2 separate regions of the Mus musculus genome follow, and region 2 is linked to region 1. The links are chromatin contacts, called in public ChIA-PET maps. All regions are on one chromosome and are shown on one strand. Each heading gives the region's core, a stretch centred on a gene start, on an enhancer-like site or on the middle of the called end of the contact. The rest is flanking DNA. Distances are from core to core; before and after follow the strand shown.

The links. ChIA-PET counts read pairs in DNA pulled down with a chosen protein or histone mark.
Region 2: a contact with region 1 is called in an RNA polymerase II ChIA-PET map of memory CD8 T cells, with 20 read pairs. The contact joins the promoter of Fancc here to the enhancer-like site in region 1. A contact is called at or near these places in 5 of 484 Hi-C or Micro-C datasets (CD4 T cells, embryonic stem cells and natural killer cells), 3 of 115 datasets of contacts at active chromatin or transcription factors (effector CD8 T cells, embryonic stem cells and memory CD8 T cells) and 1 of 9 other capture datasets (adipose tissue).

The regions. Positions count from the first base shown.
Region 1 is chr13:63,221,281-63,227,706 of GRCm38.p6, reverse strand. The region is part of intron 11 of Aopep (aminopeptidase O); the gene reads right to left. Among named protein-coding and RNA genes, the nearest start is that of Gm16907, 73 kb to the left of the region's middle. Within about 2 kb of position 4,151, at least 37 of the 459 cell types and tissues checked have an H3K27ac peak or open chromatin away from gene starts, as enhancers often do. A contact at or near this core is called in effector CD8 T cells, memory CD8 T cells and natural killer cells, where this site is marked.
Region 2 is chr13:63,428,342-63,434,767 of GRCm38.p6, reverse strand. Fancc (Fanconi anemia, complementation group C) reads left to right here and starts at 3,023. Exons shown (of 15, transcript NM_007985.3): 1 at 3,023-3,318.

The DNA.
Region 1 (6,426 bases), core at 2,902-5,401:
TTTTTTTTTGTTTTGTTTTTTTTGCCTCAAGAGAGTATGGGCTTAATCTACCAAGCCAAAACACTAAACTAATCTGCAGTTACTCACATCAGAAACAATTAGCTCTTGGATGCACTGAAGGTCCATATTGCCTATGCAGAGCTCCAGTCCATACACACGGCTGTCCTTTAGAGACAGGTAAGAGACTGGCTCTGTGTTTCCATCAAGCACCTGGAGAAGCCCGGCAGTATATAAGGACGGGCCCAAGGAGAAAGAGCCCTCACGGCTGCCCACGGTCCTCTGCTGTGTGCTTCTGTTGCACCTATATTCACCAAAAGTATGGAGTTAACCTGTGTTAAAAACACTGCTAAAAATTACAAAAAGATCTTAGTCTGGACCTTAGCTGTGCCACTAACTAGACTTGCAAGGGCTGGAAGACAGCAACTCTTCTCACAGGGCTTCTCTTATCATGGTGAGGAAAGCAGGTTCTCTAGAAAGAGTCCCTAGCTGGTGACTCTAAAGCATTCGACAAGATGAAGCAGAGCAGGCAGTGCCCAAAAAAACATTCCATGCAAGATATCAAGCCTATCTGGTACCATATGATGGTTCTTCCTAACAGAGAAGGAAGAATAGTCCTGTTCTCTGAAAGTGGGATTCTCTGGTGGCAAGAGCTGGAAGAAGATGCCCTAGGTATCTCGGAAGGCCCCATTGAGAGCCACTGCCTCAAAAACCCAGATACTGATTTTTACCCATCAAGCTGTGCAGTGATGCTAGGTGATGTCATACAGTGCCACGGCACCAACTCCCCAGCCTGCTCCTTGAATTTAGGAGGGATACTGTGCTCATATAAAGACAGATAGTTCTTATAGAGAGTGTTGAAAAGAAAAGGGGAAAAAAGAAGCTGGGGCAGCTTTTACTGAAGTGGAGTAGCTCCCAGGGACAGCCATGTATTTCCAGTAGCTATCTTCCTTCCAGTTTTCTGAGTTTACACAATCCTTTCTAAAGAGCTCTCGTGACAGAACAGCCTCATTACAGTAGAATCCTTCAGGGCAGTCTTGCTTGCTATGAGGGGCATGAAAGATGCTAAAGGTCTGTATGAGTGCACAACACCACAAGCCTGAAAACAAACAAACAAACAAACAAACAAACACAAACAGATAATGCTCACATGTTCCAAGATGGCCCCTCACGCAGTACCTTAATAGCAATCACATGGCTTGCTTACAAAAGAAGCTTGCTGACTTGTGAATGTGCTGGGGTTTGATTCAGCCTCCAAACTGAACATGGCAAATACCAGAGTCAACCTCTACAGCTCCTTTTAGGTGTCCGGTTCTGGGGCAGAGGCCTCTGTGCCTTGCTGATCAAACACACTGAGCTCACTGGCAGAGTCTGTCACCTGATATCCAGCACACTGCACATGGATACACTGTTGTGCTTGAACAAAGTAAACATCACAGCAAGTATCTGGACCAAGTATGTGAAGAATATGAAATCGAAGGATGCCAAGTGTTTAGAACGTACTTAGAAAAGGAATGTTTAACAAAAGCCATTTCTGAGGATAACATAATTATAGTTCCTATCAACCAATTCCAGACCTACTCATGAGAGTAGAAGTGGGCTGAGCCTGAGCTTTAATTAGGCTGCGCCGTGATCCTGATGGCCCGTGGTCTCTGACCCAAGTGCAAGGGGGTATTCTAGCAGGGAGTCAGCCTAGCTCTTTGATAAATCATTTGAACCACTCACTATCAAATCCATCTCTCTCTTCTGTTGGAGAGAGGCTCTAGTTCACAGCCTTAGCTTGCTTGGGCTTTACTATTATACAGAGCAAGACCACCCCTAGTGTACTGTAACCTCCTGTGTCTGCCTCTCAGTGGGGCCACAGGAATATGACGCCATCTTCCCAAAGCTAGTTGTCCTTGCCTCCTTCTCCTTCTGCTTCAAAAGGCACAACAGATTTATTTCAGTTTACTAAACAAATACTAGATTTCTCTCCTCTGGTGCCACATGTCTGAAAGTATTTGCATCAATTTGGCCTAGTTTAGAATTTCCATTTTTTTCCCCTCAAGGAAAAAAAAAAGTTCTCTAATGCTCTTTGACCAAGAAAGCCATTCTGACATGAATCATACATAAGTCCTATGAGCTGACTTTAAAAATACATGGTCAGTTGGAAGCAGCTCAGGGGTAAGATGCATGCCCGGCACACATGAAGCCTCTACCAGCACATGTCCACCTACACACACGTAGTGCTCAATCTGAGGTCCTAAGGATGCAGGCCTTCAGTTTCACTCCACCATCAAATTCTCTGGGGATCTTCCCCCATCCTTGCCAGGATCTGGGCATTACACAATTTGTATTTCAACCATTTGACTTGTTCTCCAAGGCTGTATACTCACTCATTTTAATGCATATGTATGTATGTATGTATGTATGTATGTATGTATGTATGTATGCATGCATGCAGTTGTGGCGCATATGTGTGTATATGTACATGTTTGTGGAGGCTTGGAGTCTTCATGAAGGCAGTTCCCTTCCTTTGAGATAGGGCCTCTCACTGGGAGCTATTCTTCTAGCAGGGACTGACCAATTAGTCTAGATTGTCTGGCTCTAAAGCTCTGGGGATCCCTGTCTCTGACTCCCCAGGCCTCAGATAATAAAATAAGCCTAGGGGCCACTGCACCTAGAATTTTCTCTTAGGTTCTGGAGATCACTCATAAAGCATGTTGTTTACCAACTAAGCCACTCCTTCCCATGCCTTCTTTAATGATTCCTGTGGGTGTGGAGGAGTCCCCGTCCAGCCCATGTGCGCTCTAGCTACATACTATTGGCCACATAGATTTAATGCTACTTTTTAAGTATCAGTGCAAATGAACAACTCTACACATGAAAGTTCCGAGTTGAAAACTAAGGGGACAAGAGTCAGTCTAACTTTTCTCTGCACTGAATCACATCATCCTATTGAGGAGGAGAAAGGTATAACCCTTCACCCAGGAAGTTATCTTTCCAACAGGCCTGTTGGCCCACCTGTCCATGCTGTGAAATAGTCACTCAAGCAACTGTTATACCATCAAAAGCCTCTGGTGAGCCTTGCATCACAAGTCCCTATGGGACCTGCGTCCTGCCTTACTAACGGAGACCTTGGCAGATCTTGCTCTCCACACATAACAAGCAACCCCATACCAGTTCATAATGGAGGCTGGAAGGGAAAGATCATGACTCAAACACATCACAAGGTGGAGTCTATCAGTAATTTAAAAGCAATTTACTCTTCTATCACTGGAGCAGTACACGTGGTTTTGGGAGGGGCAGAGGGTAAGTGTGAGGCTGATGGAGAAGGGCTACTATGGCCCCTCTCCCAGCAGGAATCAGGAACCATCATCCTCTGCGTGTCAGCCCTGTTTCTGACATAGCATATCACAGACTTTGGTTACCTGACAGCTCACATGGGCACGTTAGTTCCCCCCTCACCCAGTTTCTTCCCGATTTCTGCCTCAAACCTGCCTGTCCTTTGGAACCAGCTTCCAGTATCCCCATAGCCTCTGTGCTTTCCATAGCAAGAGCTCTGTAAAGCTAGCTGTTGGGCTGCTTTCTGGTTTAGGTTGATTATTTACGTATGCACTTTTCCCTGCTGAATTTCACTGAGACTTAAGGGAAACACTGCTTCTTTCGTCTTTCCTTCACTCACAGCCCCTCACGAAGAAGGACACCTGGGCACAGGAAAGGCAATGGGATGGGAAGGGTCATTTCAGCAAAGATGGTGCTTCCTACTATACTGAGGGGCCTTGTGTCAGGATGGGCCATAGTGGATCCTTGAACAGGGCACACACAATGCCAGTACAGGTATCTCTCTGAGATAGAAGAACAATCCCTTCCTTTATTTCTTATTTATTTTACCAGACATGACTTTCAGGTTGGTTTATTTTTCATTTTATTTTTATTTATTTATTTTTTTTGGACTAAGTAATCAGCATCATTTGGGACCAAAAACTACTCTGAGTGTATTCCTCCATGGGGTTAAAATGTGTGAGGCTGGCTAGTGACCTTTATTGTGTTGAAGATTTCCTAGAAATTTGGAACTTGTCAGGAAATTGGTGGTGAGCTTTGATGTGGGCTGAGCTGTGTCTCTTCTCAGGTTGATGTCATAAACCTCCAGTATCTCAGAATGACTGTACTGGAGGTAGGACTCATCACAGTAAAATAAAATCACTTGTCCAAGCCTTAATCCAGTGTAGCAGGTGTCCTTACAACAGGGAGATAGGGGCAGAAATACGAATGTGTGTGTGAGACACTGACACACATGCACAGGCATGCACACATGAGGGGTGGGGAGGGAAGCTATCTGCTAGCCAAGGAGAGAAGCCTCAGGAAAAGCCAACTTTGTGACTTTAGATTTCCAACTTTCAAAAGCTGTAAGAAAATCAAATTGCTGTTAAAGCTGCTCTGCCTGTAGTACGTAGCTATAATAGCCTGGTAAACAAGTTTGAGTACTGAACTATAAATGCCAAAGTTAAAGAAAATTAAACTAAAAATGAAAAAGTGACTCGGCTGAGTAGCATGGCATTTGAAGAAGCTGTGGAAAGGACTGTGGGAAGCCGCCCCCACATTCGCCGTTACAAGATGGCGCTGACATCCTGTGTTCTAAGTGGTAAACAAATAATCTGCGCATGTGCCAAGGGTATCTTATGACTACTTGTGCTCTGCCTTCCCCGTGACGTCAACTCGGCCGATGGGCTGCAGCCAATCAAGGAGTGACACGTCCGAGGCGAAGGAGAATGCTCCTTAAGAGGGACGGGGTTTTCGTTTTCTCTCTCTCTTGCTTTTTCGCTCTCTTGCTTTTCCCTCTCTCTTGCTTCTTGCTCTCTTTTCCTGAAGATGTAAGAATAAAGCTTTGCCGCAGAAGATTCTGGTCTGTGGTGTTCTTCCTGGCCGGTCGTGAGAACGCGTCTAATAACAATTGGTGCCGAAACCCGGGACGAGAAAATCCGGGACGAGAAAAAACTCCGGACTGGCGCAGGAGGGATACTTCATTCCAGAACCAGAACTGCGAATCAAGGTTATAAGGTTCCCGTAACACAGACTGTTGAGAAGGATTCAACTGCCGAATTCAGAACTCATCAGCTGGGGAACGGAAGTGAGAAATGGCTTTACCAGGTATGTTTGGCCTTGAACTTTTTCTAGTGTTAGGAGCCCTTTTGTTCCTTTTCACATGTTATATAGTGCTTAAGGCAGGGCTAAAAATTCTAGAGGAAATTCAGGACAGTCTATCAGAAGTAAAGCGGAGAGAGAGAGTAGGAACAAGGAGAAACGGTAAGTATACAGGCCTTTCCAAGGGTCTTGAACCCGAGGAAAAGTTAAGGTTAGGTAGGAATACCTGGAGAGAGATTAGAAGAAAAAGAGGAAAAAGGGAGAAGAAAAAAGATCGATTAGCGGAGGTCTCTAGGAGATACTCGTCACTAGATGAGCTCAGGAAGCCAGCTCTTAGTAGTTCTGAAGCAGATGAAGAATCCTCCTCTGAGGAAACAGACTGGGAGGAAGAAGCAGCCCATTACCAGCCAGCTAATCGGTCAAGAAAAAAGCCAAAAGCGGCTGGCGAAGGCCAGTTTGCTAATTGGCCTCAGGGCAATCGGCTACCAGGTGCACTCCCGCCCTATGCGGAGTCCCCGCCCTGCGTAGTGCGTCAGCCCGTAGTGCGTCAGCAATGCGCAGAGAGGCAGTGCGCAGAAAGGCAGTGCGCAGACTCATTCATTCCCCGAGAGGAACAAAGGAAAATACAACAGACATTTCCAGTCTTTGAAGGAGCCGAGGGTGGGCGTGTCCACGCTCCGGTAGAATATGTGCAGATTAAATATGGAATCAATGCTAATTTTACCTTGGTGCAGTTAGACAGGCTTGCCAGCATGGCACTAACTCCTGCCGACTGGCAAATGATTGCAAAAGCCGCTCTCCCTAGTATGGCCAAATATGTGGAATGGCGAGCTCTGTGGCAGGAGGCGGCACAGGCGCAGGCCCGAGCAAACGCTGCTGCTTTAACTCCAGAGCAGAGAGATTGGACTTTTGACTTGTTAACGGGTCAGAGAGCTTATTCTGCTAAACCTGATAAGAGGTATCAATGGAAGGTCTTACCACAGGGGATGTCCAATAGTCCTACAATGTGCCAGCTTTATATACAAAAAGCTCTTTTGCCAGTGAGGAAACAGTTCCCCTCTTTAATTTTGCTCCTTTACATGGATGACATCCTCCTGTGCCATAAAGACCTTACCATGCTACAAAAGGCATATCCTTTTCTACTTAAAACTTTAAGTCAGTGGGGTTTACAGATAGCCACAGAAAAGGTCCAAATTTCTGATACAGGACAATTCTTGGGCTCTGTGGTGTCCCCAGATAAGATTGTGCCCCAAAAGGTAGAGATAAGAAGAGATCACCTCCATACCTTAAATGATTTTCAAAAGC
Region 2 (6,426 bases), core at 1,774-4,273, 210 kb before region 1:
TTTTGACAGTTGTGCCTGGTCAGGGCAGGGTCCCTTTTTCCCTCTTTGCTTCCTGTGTCCCAGTGTGTGAGTTCACCACACCAAGCAGCCGAGGAGTCAGTGGGTGGTGACACACCTTTCCCTTAAGCAGTCACGTTGGGCATTTCATCACTCAAAACATAAGGAACATGTTTTGTTCCTATGCATCTTTAAGAATTAAAGTACAGTTTAACACACACACACAGGTGCACACACACAAACTGAAGACTAGAACCTTCATTAAGCATAGAAATAGACAAGATGCAGTTAAGTTCGTTTTGGGAAAACATTCAGTGATTTAAGGGTCAATCTGAAACTGACACAGGAATAGGATGGAATTCACTTTTTTTTTCTGACTTAATGGTTGCCAGGATTAATCAAGTCACAAATGTGAATAATTTCTTCCTTTTTCAACTGGAATTTTTAAGTGCTTATTCTTAGAAATTCTTTAATATTAATTTCATGCTAAGTGAATCATTATTAAATACTTATGAGGAAAACTATTTTTAAGCCATGTGCTCATTTGAAACTGTAACTTATTACTTTCTGCAGGCAATAAAAACGTGCTAAATTAGTTACAACACACCAGGATTGGGATGTACGCTCTAAATAAGAATGCATGCGTTTACTGACCTAAATAAAACTGGGCTAAAATTGGTTGCACATTCTCCTAAAAGAGTATACATGTCATTCATTGCTCAATGGGGGAAAACCACAGATTTTTGTTTTCTGGAATCTTGTTAGAGATTCCACAAGGCTAGGGTTGTTCCTCTGATCTTCAGCCTTCACATGTTTTTAGTAAGGAGATAGGTTACCTGTCTTTATAATTTCAGGCCCCAATAGCCCCACCAATTTTAAAATGTCATTTGCTGTTCTTGGCTATTCTCATGTAACAACCATGTACTCACTGATGGTCTCTGCAGGAAAAGCAACTATACATTAGCCCGAGGATGGTTCCTTTCTCTAGACCAAGCTTAAGGCAAAGGACAAGAATCTTCATTAATTACGGAAATCTGACTTTATTACAGTGCTTCATCTTAGTCCTGTGACAAGTCACAGGGGCTTAAAATAATGTTCATTTTGACAAAATAAAAACTTATTTTTCTTTCCTGTTTAGCCAAAGCAGGTAGCTTGTGTGATTACTGGCATCTAGGTACTAAAACAAAGCTAGAAGGTTGAGCTTTCCTTCCTCCAAAGTAGGAAGGGTTTTCTAAACTTCTCCTAAAACAGGTTCTTGTGAGGAGAGTCATGGTGCTTTCCCTATGGCTGGCTTTCATTGGACAGCTAACTTACAAAGTAGGACTGGCCAGACTCCTAACACCCAGAGACACAAAGAGTTGTCTGACTCCAGGTAGCTTTTTTTCATATATATATATATATATGTGTGTGTGTGTGTGTGTGTGTGTGTATACACAAATATGAGTACCAAAATGGTTACTTTCACTCTAAAAGACAAGAAACAAACCTAGTTCCACATTGTTTTTGCTGGTAAATACAAAGACTAACAAACAAAAATCTTAAAATTTGTCACTATATGGCTTTTTCAGGGCTAAGGTGTCATTCACACTTGTCTCACTAAACGTGCTATTTTTTTTTGACTAAAATGACATATTAAAAGGCTTGATGCCACTTGATCCCATAAAGCAGGGCATGTTACTTTGGGATCAGGTTCCCCTGGGGTCTCCCTTTAAATTTTGATGTTGTTATTTTGTGTGTGTGGATATTATGACTTATTAATGTTTGTGCAGTGTGGTGCCGAAGGAGGCCAGAAGAGGGCATCAGATCCCTTGGACAGGGGTTACTAATAATTGTGAGCTGCCATGTGGATGCTGTGACTCAAACTCAGGTTCTCTGGAAGAGCAGCCAGTGCTCTTAATGGCTAAGCTATCTGTTACACCGCTCCCTTAATTAAAGCATACAGGTAATCTAATTCAGCAGTTGTTTTTCTACAACCCAATGTCTTTCGGCTAGTCTTTATTCTTCTCTTTCAAATTCAATTTACAATAAACAGAAAGATCGTGGATTAAAGGAGTGTGCTAGGGCTAAGCCACACGTGTAGAGATAGTTTTTTCTAGTATACAACCTCGGGATTCACAGTATGATCAAATATCCTGCAACAGAGTATTTAAATAAGAGCTATTTATTACAGGCATATATTCCTCCCTACATGTTATTTTTAAGGCACTAAGTTGTGGTCTTATTACAACGAATGGTTCTTAGGCACTAATTAAAAAAAAAAATTTAAGCCGGGCGTGGTGGCACACGCCTTTAATCCCAGCACTCGGGAGGCAGAGGCAGAGGCAGAGGCAGGCAGATTTCTGAGTTGGAGGCCAGCCTGGTCTACAAAGTGAGTTCCAGGACAGCCAGGGCTATACAGAGAAACCCTGTCTCGAAACAAACAAACAAACCAAAAAAATCTAAAAGTTTAAGGTTATCCTGACTCTTCCCCAATTCAAACATCTGTAAATAACCATGCAGATCTAAATTTGAAAATCTTTAAGAAAGGGCTGGCAAGATGGCTCGCTCATCAGGTAAAAGCTCCTACCACCAAGTTGAAGACTGGGTACCTGCATTAGTGAGAGAACTGATTCCCACAAACTGACCTCTAGGTTCACCTGGCATGCACACAAATGTAATGTTAAAAATTCAAGAATAAAAGATAAGCCATGTCTCACTTGACAAGAAGTTTCCACTTATGTGGCGTAAATGCAACTTTGAACCGATTTGAACCTGAACTAAGCAGTACATGGGCCTGACTAGGGATTGGAGCGATCACTAACCACAGACAAAACTCGTTTGTGGTTGGGCCCAGCAGGCTTGAACCCTATGTGGAGTTTGACCTATCTGGCAACTCCCGTCTCTCAAGAACCACATTCCAGGGCTCTCTCTTCTCTAAAGCCCTCACTCGGCGCCGCGAGTTAGCTATAGCCCGTAGTCGCCCACTTCCTCCAGGAGAGATTCAGATCTTCCCATCATGCCGCGGGAGCGCGCTGGGCCCCAGAGTGCACTGCGCGTGCGTGCGAGCGCGCGCGCAGCCCCACTCCCTTGCGGCCGCGGGAAAATTCCAAACACGTCAAAACAAAAAAAGTTCCGTGAGGCTGTGCCAAGTTTTCAAGCCGCAGAAGCCGGGCGGTGGCTTCTTTTCCGCCGCGGCCCAGTCTGCTGAGGCAGCTCTGGGTGAGGACCACCCGGGAAGACCGCCGTTTCCTGCTAGGGCAGAGAAGACTCGCGAGAACGTGCGCCCGAGTCTCAACGTGGGCGAGCCGCGCTCCCGCGGCGCGGTGGAGCTGAGGCAGGACGGTGAGAAGCTACGGTGGGCGGGTGCGAGCCGCGGGAGGGCGGGGCGGGATGTGGGGGGTTGGGGGGGGGGGAAGATATAGCCCGGCAGGAGGCGGGGCCTGGCGGGAGGCGGGGCTAGAGCCAGGTGGGAGGTGAGGCCGACGGTGAGGGGCGTGGCTAATCGGGGAGTTGAACCCAGCTTGGCAGTGGCCGACAGACGCGGTGGGCGTGACCACACGGAAACTGATCTCGGCGGGAGCCCGCACGACTTAGAGGGGCCGCTCCACAAGGGAGAGGAGCCGGAGGGGGGCTGCGCCATCGCAGATGAGCCCGGCGGGGCGGGACCGACAGTGAGGGGTGGGGTCTAAGGCCCAAGGTGAAGCTTGGTGAGCTTGGCTCGCGGCGATGGTAGAGAGGCATCTGTCCTTTACCCTTCGTCCCCATTTATTTTTATTTTTATTGTTTTAAGCAAATCCTCTCCCTCTGGTTTCAACGTAGCCGCAGGTACTTTTGGAAGGACTGGGGCAAAGGTGAAGCTTATTGCTCGCCATCCATTAGAGCAGCTCTGCTCAGGGTCTCAAGATCGCCCTCCCACAGCTGCTTGAGTGACAGGCCCAGAGGCCCATTCAAGGCCTGAGAGTGTTTAATGCTTGTGTCTTGCTGTCTTGCTGCCTTACTGGAACAGTTTTTAGGTGCTTGGGCTTGGAGGGGGTGCTGGATGAAAATCTTGGAACAGGCCAATGATATTGAAGACCTCTGTGTGCCTGGACTTTTCCTCTAGTATGAGATGATTCGAAAAATCCCATCCCTCATTAAATTAATCTAAGCGGGTGTGACCGACGTGAGATACCTATTTGTGGATGGCCCTCGCCTTTAGGGTGCTTCCAAATGGCAGATTTAACGCTCACAATTGAACAACTGGCGGTTATGTGTGTGTATGTAGAGGCCAGAGGTGGTGTCAGGAGTGCCCCATCTTTCCCTCCTTATTCGTCCCCCGCCTCTCCTCACACCCATCACATTTGGCTTGTAGGTCACCTGACTTTGCAAGCCCTTGGGGTTATGCCTTTCTCTGCCTCCCCATTGCTGAGATGACAAATGTGGGCCACACACTTAAAACCTTAAATACACACGCACACACAGCAACGAACGTGTGTTCTGGGGATAGAATTCATGTTCTCATGCTTGTAATGGCAGGCATCTTATCAACTGAGCTAGCTCCCCAGCCCTCTTCAGTGTTCCCTTGTGTGAGTGGTCATGGCACGTATGTTGTTGTCCATGTGAAGCTGTATGCACATTTTAAATGAATGGGGCTCTTAACTGCTTCCATATTTTGGCAAATAGTTCCAGCAAGAATTACACCAATCTTGTATTTATAAAAGCTACTTCAGGGAGGCCATCCTGGCCAGTAGGAAGTTGGTTGGATTTTCTAGGCCACAGAGAGGCCCCAAGGAATTTCATCCTAGTGATAGAACCATAACAGGAGTGGTAGAGCCTCAGGTCAGGCTAGAATTCATCCCGAAATGCTCCTTAAAAATCTTAATGTAATTATGATATGCATATTCTCTGGTGGTGTTTATGGTTTCTGATTAGCTAACTTTTTAATATGAAAGTCTTCTCTTAGACATAAATGAATTAATTTTCAGTGATTTACTGAAAATCTAGTATTATTGGAAAAGAGAATACAAGGATTCACAGATTTAGGTAACAATACAGTGCTTGAGTGTTGTGCTGCCCCATCACTTCCAAAGTTTCATTATGTAGCTCTGTCTGTCCTGGAATTCACTATGTAGACCAGGCTGGTCTTGAACTCACAGACATCTGCCTGCCTCTGCCTCCCAAGTGCTGGAATTAAAGGCGTGTGCCCCACTCTTAAATCATCCCCTCCTTTTGAGATACAAGTTTTTCTTGTTCCTTGGCATGAGGAGTCTCTAATAGGCCTTGATCATCCTTTTTCTGAGCCTTTTCTGCTGTGAGAAGAAAGAGTCCTTGTACAAATCACTCTCCTCTTGCAATGGGTCTTCCCATATCGTCAGGTCAGGCTGGCTTTAAATCCAGAGGTCAGGCCTGTGTCTTTGAGAGCCAGGGCTTCAGTCGTGGGCCATCACACTTAGCTTTTGGAAATTGCCCATCACTGAGGGGCTACATTCACTTATAAGCTATGAAATGAATTTGGAATTGGTCAGTGGGGGCCGGAACTCAGACTCAGAATTCTTTGCATGACTTTAATGGTTTTAGACTCACAAATCTGTGGCCAATCCTGGCTCCACTCAGTCTCAGACAGCCTTTGGTTTGTTTTCTTGTTCTATAGATTAACCTTTTCTTGGAAGTTCTTCTAGACATTTCACATTTATATAATATGAAATAGGTAACTGTGTCTGGCTTTTTCCCCCTAACATAATGATTTTGAGATTCACCTAGGTAGTAGCATGTATCAGTCGTTTAGTCCTGTTTATTGATGACTAGTATATTGTATGTTCCGTGTTTGGATTTCCAGGTGATGGACATTTAGGTTGAGATTATTTTAGTCATTAAGAATAACAGTTATGTGATTTTGGGGGTGGGGTGGGGTGGGTGGGCAGGGCTATGTAGTAAATTTAATTGTGTGGCCATCTACATTCCCAGCAGCAGTGTGTGAGGGTCTTGATCCATCCTCATCAACACTTGTTTTCAGTGACACCTACCATAGTGGGTTTCTTACATTTACACATGCCTTATAGCATCAGCTTGTATTTCCCTAAAGCACTGCTATGATGGCTTTTGAGAGGCATTATGTTAAACAAACTTACAAATCTCTCTGGGAGAATTGTAATCTCAATATGACTGTTCACTAGCTTGTCACTTTTAAAAAAAGATTTATTTATTTTTATGTATATGAGTACATTGTAGCTGTACAGATGGTTGTGAGCCTTCGTGCGGTTGTTGGGAATTGTATTTAGGACCTCTGCTCACTCTGGTCAACCCCATTCACTCCGGTTGTCCCCGCTTGCTCAGTCCCTGCTCCCTCAGCCCCAAAGATTTATTGATTATGATACATAAGTACACTGTAGCTGTCTTCAGACACACCAGAAGAGGGCGTCATATCTCATTACAGAGGGTTGTGAGCCACCTTGTGGTTGCTGGGATTTGAAC